Regions from separate parts of the Sus scrofa genome. Here region 1 is linked to region 2. Evidence: chromatin contacts called from public Hi-C data. All regions are on one chromosome and are shown on one strand. Each heading gives the region's core, a stretch centred on a gene start, on an enhancer-like site or on the middle of the called end of the contact. The rest is flanking DNA. Distances are from core to core; before and after follow the strand shown.

Region 1 (3,128 bases), core at 427-2,926, 95 kb before region 2:
AACGGGTTTCTGCAGCTGGTTGTTTTTAGTACCACCTGTGAGCTCTAGAACTTGTGGTTTTCGCAGTAGCCTCGGCCGGGGAATCCCGCCTCAGGGCCCAACCGCAGAGTCCTTACAAGGCAAGGTGGGTCCCCACTCCCCGCATTCCTTCCTGCGTCCCTCTGGTCAGCTTGCAGCTGTGGAAACCTAGCTTTCTGACGCAGACTGTGGCCCCCAGCTCAGAAAATACGAGGCGTCCTCCACCCGCTAGCGCGTGCATTTGATTTTTTTATGCTTACAAATTCCGCAATGACTGCCGCGTGCAAAGCCCCTTCGGTAGAGTGAGGCTGCCCGCTCCCACTCCTCCCCCCTGGACCCCCAAAGCCAGCCTGGGTGTGGCTTGAGGTTCGAGTCCTCCGGGACCACTGATCCTGCGGCTTGGAAAGGAATCCTGGACCGACCCAGGTCGCGTACAGCCCTCCTTGAGTCCCGAGGGCTTTGCTCTGGACCCGGCTCTCAGGCCCGTTTGTTGGGTCGACAGACCGGCGCGCTCCACACATTCAAGTGTGAATTCCTCCCGCGTGAGCGTGTCACTGGCCCTGAGGTCCCGGGTCGCAATGGCTCCCTCTCCCAGGCCTCCCCTTCCAGGTGACTGCGAAGCAACCTGTTCAAATGGCAACCGGGTAGATTCTCCGGGTGTCCACCTGCTCGGCTTGGTGCGACAGAACGGTCAGCCGCAGTCGCGCCTCGCGGGCTTGGGGATTTTAATTTCACTGTGTGGCCGCGGGGCGCTGCAGCTTGGGGTTTGTTTGCTTCGGTTCTTGAACCTGGCTAGAGGCCGCGCGCCGAAGCGCGCCAGGGCAAGGTTCCCAGCGGCGCCGCACAACTCGCGGTCCCCTCCTGCGCGCTCGGCTGCGGCAGGGCAAGCCGCTTCAAGACCGCAGAGCACGCGGGTTCCCAGCCGGGTAGGATTACCCGTCGAGCCCGACACAGCCTCCCTCCTCAGGGCGCCTGACTTACACCCGGCATTTCTCTTTGCGCTTTTTTCAGGAGGACGCTGGCAAACAACTGCTCCGCAGCCGCCTCGGTCTTGGCAAATATTTCACATCCATGTCCCCGACCTCTGCGCCTAGAAGATGGGTCAAGCATGAGTCCAGCCACACCGTGGGCAACTACTGGCGGTGTGAAGTGCCCAGATGCCTTTAGTCCCCAGCTTTGAGAGTCGACGGCAGACCAGTGCTTGCTTGTGGTTTGGGGGGGAATTCCAAATTATGTGCAGAATGCTCAATCTTCTGACCCGGATGGATCAGACAGTGCAGAAAAGGAGACTCCCGTAATCCTGGGATTGCATTTTGCAACGCATCTCCTCAAGCTTCGCTCTAAATCTTGCGAAGGGAGGGAGTTGGGGCCCTGGGCCAGCGCAGCAGGTGGAGAGGGTCAGCAGGCAGCCCCGCGCGCCCCTGGCCATGTTGTCTTTAATGCCCTGCCCCTTTATGTGGCCTTCTGAGGATTTCCAGGGCTGCCCGGGGGTGCTTCCCACCCGCACGCTCTCTCTTACCCCCAGACAACCGCGGCAGGCAAGACTCCCCCGAGCCGTGACCTTTTGACTCCCCACTCCCCCCACTCCCGCGTCCGCCTTCGCGCCTCCCGGGAGTGGCCCTCAAGAGCGGCACCTCGCCCTGCTCCGGCTGGGACCATGGTGTTTCTTTCTGGAAATGCCTCAGACAGCTCCAACTGCACCCACCCGCCGCCACCGGTGAATATTTCCAAGGCCATTCTGCTTGGGGTGATCTTGGGGGGGCTCATCATTTTCGGGGTACTGGGGAACATCCTTGTGATCCTTTCCGTGGCCTGCCACCGGCATCTTCACTCGGTCACTCACTACTACATCGTCAACCTGGCGGTGGCCGACCTTCTGCTCACTTCTACGGTGCTGCCCTTCTCCGCTATCTTCGAGATCCTGGGCTACTGGGCCTTTGGCAGGGTCTTCTGCAACATCTGGGCGGCGGTGGACGTCTTGTGCTGCACTGCATCCATCATGGGACTCTGCATCATCTCCATCGACCGCTACATCGGCGTGAGCTACCCGCTGCGCTACCCCACCATCGTCACCCAGAAACGGGGCCTGATGGCTCTGCTCTGCGTGTGGGCGCTCTCCCTGGTCATCTCCATAGGGCCTCTGTTCGGCTGGAGGCAGCCGGCACCTGAGGACGAGACCATCTGCCAGATCAATGAGGAACCGGGCTACGTGCTCTTCTCCGCGCTGGGCTCCTTCTACGTGCCGCTGACCATCATCCTGGTTATGTACTGCCGGGTCTACGTGGTGGCCAAGAGGGAGAGCCGGGGCCTCAAATCGGGTCTCAAGACCGACAAGTCGGACTCAGAGCAGGTGACACTCCGCATCCATCGGAAAAACGCCCCGGTCGGAGGCAGCGGGGTGACCAGCGCCAAGAACAAGACGCACTTCTCCGTGAGACTCCTCAAGTTTTCCCGAGAGAAGAAAGCGGCCAAGACACTGGGCATAGTGGTCGGCTGCTTCGTCCTCTGCTGGCTGCCTTTTTTCTTAGTGATGCCCATTGGTAAGTCTTTACAACACCTCTTCTTCGCATTTAGGGGGCTTCACCCCCTTCCCTTTCTGCTACCCTAGAGCACAGTCTGGCGTGGAAGAGAAAGGGATCTGCATTTCAAACGGCAGAGCTAGGAGGGCAGTTAGGAAAGACTCCCCTGTAGAAAAGTGAATTTTCATTCCCTTTCTGCTCCTATCTCATTTCTATTAAGTCCTTAGGGCACTTTTTCAGCTACTGCAAAGTGGCTTCCTACTGATGCAGATTAATTGGTCTCCTTAAAAGAACGTCAACTTTTCTTAATGCTTGGAAGCATGTGTTTAATTTAAATACATCCATCCTCAGATGTCGAGTTTCAGCGGCTCCACCCGGCGCTTAGGCAAAGGCTGGTGGAATGCCACTTTCACCTCTGCTGCTGTGGACAGCAAATTCTCTTGGCCTAAAAATAAGCACCGTGCTTATTCTGAACAAAGGTGTAATTTTATTATTAGATTAGATTATTCCTAAGGGTTAGTTATAATGGTCTGTTTATGTCCTATATCTGTGTTAACATTATTTTCTGGATTCATGTGGAAGAAAGTATGG
Region 2 (3,008 bases), core at 466-2,965:
TCTGTGTGTTTTCTTCTAGGGTCTTTCTTTCCTGATTTCAGGCCCTCAGAAACAGTTTTTAAAATAGCATTTTGGCTCGGATACCTAAACAGCTGCATCAACCCCATTATATACCCGTGCTCCAGTCAAGAGTTTAAAAAGGCCTTTCAGAATGTCTTGAGAATCCAGTGTCTCCGCCGAAAACAGTCTTCCAGACACGCCCTGGGCTACACCCTGCACCCCACCAGCCACGCCCTGGAGGAGCAGCACAAGGACTTGGTGCGAATTCCGGTGGGGTCTGGAGAGACCTTCTATAAGATCTCCAAGACCGATGGAGTCTGTGAATGGAAATTTTTCTCCTCCATGCCCCGGGCCTCTGCCAGGATTACGGTGCCCAAAGACCCGTCCGCGTGCACCACTGCCCGGGTGAGAAGTAAAAACTTCCTGCAGGTCTGCTGCTGCATGGGGCCCTCCACCCCCAGCCGTGACGAAAACCATCCAATCCCAACCATTAAGATCCACACGATCTCCCTCAGTGAAAATGGGGAGGAAGTCTAGACACGGGAAAGGTCTGGAGGAAGAGAGGAGGGCGGCGGGAGGGGTGGAGACCTTAGGTACCAACTCCAATTTCCTAGCAGGAAATTCACTCTTCCTGGATGACAAGACAGGACCATTAAACCAGGGACCATCTAGGGATGGGGCTGGGGAGGAGCCCGCTCCGGGGCAGTGGGTAGGGCTTGGGGAAGAGAGAGGAGGCGATCCCTCAACCATCCAGTTCCCGCTGATGAGAAACATCCTTTCCTTGAGGCTAATGCTCTCCGTGTCGTCCTCCCAGCCCTCTCTCCTTGTCTGGCCCCGTCAACGAAAAACACCATGGGAAACAGAATTTCATACACAATCCAAAAGACTATAAATATAGGATTATGATTTCATCATGAATATTTTGAGCATGCACTCTAAGTTTGGAGCTATTTCTTGATGGAGTGAGGGGATTTTATTTCCAGGCTGGACTTACTGACAGCCACGTTGAATATGGATGGGGAGGGGGGCCTGGAGAGGAAGAGGCTTCAGTGGGTGTTTGGTATCCAGACACGTTCGTTTTAGAGCCGGTTTTAAACCCCACCACTTCTGATGACATCCAGGTCCTCAGCTTGGGTGAAACTTGACAGCGAGATTTACCTCTGGCTGCCATTTGACCAGATATGGCTCCTGACACCCTTAAGGCTGAGGGTGAGGGACACTCATGATGTCTCCGAACTACTGGGGCACATGCTTGGGGCTGGAGAGCTTTGAAAGAACCAGGTGGCGAGAGGATGGCTTTTCCTAATGGAAGACAGTAGACATGAGGGTCCTTTTTTTACCTTGACTACTGTGGACACGATGCCATTAAGCAATTCCAAGTTCAGGTGGGGGAAGGCTTCTCATGTAACATATTTAAAGATCAGGAGCTTGGGGTGGGGTGGGTGCTAATTTCACGCGAAAACAGAGATTACTCCACAGCCTTTTCGAAGTGGCCTCGAAAGGCTCTTTTTGGCAAATCACTTACTTTTTCCACAACGCCATTAGGAAAACCCAAAGCTTGTGATATTCTGAAAGGCACATCGAGACCCCCATTTTTTTCCTCAGCTGCTTCACCGTTGCATAATGAATGAAGTTCAAGGTCCCCAGTGTGCGCGGAACACGTTGGAATGAACCTGATGATCCAGGCGTATCTTTCCTGAACTTTGAAAGGTACCCATGTTTATCTTGGGAGGATACTTTCTGGTCACCAAAAAACCCATCAAAAACCGAAGTGTGCAAACAGTTTTTGACAGAAGCCTGTTTATTCTGATAAAAGATCCCATGGCCCATCCACTGCACTGAATTCCACTTTTTACAGGAATCCTGGGGAATACACTCTTTTTTTGCTTTAAGTCGACCAAATTTTGGTAAACCTTAATAATTCAGTATATTACTAAGATACAGATGGTGACTCTATGTCAAAATTAATATATTTTCACATTCCTCAAGAATTTAAAATTACGATTTAGGTTTTTTTGAAATACTTCTTGACTAGAATCGCTGTTCTTAAAACTACTGACCATTTCTGTGGCCCTCTTTTCCCTCTCAGAATTTTAAAGCAGATTGTAGCCAATATTTAACCCTCACCACAAGGTAATGCCTCCCTTCATCTTTTCCTTCTTTGCTTGCAACACAATAATCATTTCCTGAAATCCTTCTAAAAAGCTCATTTCTTTGCACACTGCCACGGAAGGTATGTTTGCATATGGCTTTGAGTTTGGTTGTGGGTTGCATTTTGACATCGAATATGATTGCTTTCTCAGACCTTTCCGGAAAGTGTCTTGCTATTGACCCAAGAGACACTCTGCCTTGTGCTCGTAACTTGGATTCTGGCAGTAGATGTTGGCTGGATTTTTAGACTCTTCTGGTCTGTTTGCATGTCCCATAACTGCTCTACCAGATGTGGGTGTCCTATTATGGATGTAGGCCTCAAGGAAGAACCAGAATATGCAAACCCCACTTAAGTTTCCTTGTTGAAAAGAGCTTCTTTTAGGACCTGATTTTTTTTTTTTTTAACTTTGTGGCTGCACCGGCAGCATATGAAAGTTCCTGCAGCTGCATCCTACATTACAACTACAGCAGAACCAGATCCTTTAACCCACCGTGCCCAACTGGGGATCAAACCCCCTGCCTCCTGAGCAGCCTGAGCCGCTGCAGTTGGATTCCTAACCCACTGCTCCATAGCAGGTATCCCAGGATCTGAATTTTAAAAGCCACTTACCAGGCTCCCCGTGACAGGAAGAACATCCCCATGAAAAGAATAGTAAAAGTTTTTCTGCAACAGAATATGACTCCATATGTGAGATATTTTTTAAATACATTTACAGACAAATTTAAATTTTAGCTACTAGAAAGCTTAAGATCAGGGAGTCCCCGTCATGGCTCAGTGGAAACGAATCCAACTAGTATCCATGAGGATGCAGGTTCAATCCCTGGCCTCATTCAGTGGGTTGGGGATCTGGCGTTGC

The links. A called contact is a pair of places that touch in the nucleus more often than the background predicts.
Region 1: a contact with region 2 is called in a Hi-C map of liver, with 6 times the contacts expected there. The contact joins the promoter of ADRA1A here to the enhancer-like site in region 2. A contact is called at or near these places in 1 of 5 promoter capture datasets (liver), 3 of 47 Hi-C or Micro-C datasets (heart right ventricle and liver) and 1 of 2 datasets of contacts at active chromatin or transcription factors (skeletal muscle).

What each region holds. Positions count from the first base shown.
Region 1 is chr14:10,729,405-10,732,532 of Sscrofa11.1, reverse strand. ADRA1A (adrenoceptor alpha 1A) reads left to right here and starts at 1,676. Exons shown (of 2, transcript NM_001123072.1): 1 at 1,676-2,558. The coding sequence starts at 1,676.
Region 2 is chr14:10,634,673-10,637,680 of Sscrofa11.1, reverse strand. ADRA1A (adrenoceptor alpha 1A) reads left to right here. Exons shown (of 2, transcript NM_001123072.1): 2 at 20-537. The coding sequence ends at 537. Among named protein-coding and RNA genes, the nearest start is that of ADRA1A, 95 kb to the left of the region's middle. Within about 2 kb of position 1,715, at least 1 of the 83 cell types and tissues checked has an H3K27ac peak or open chromatin away from gene starts, as enhancers often do. A contact at or near this core is called in liver, where this site is marked.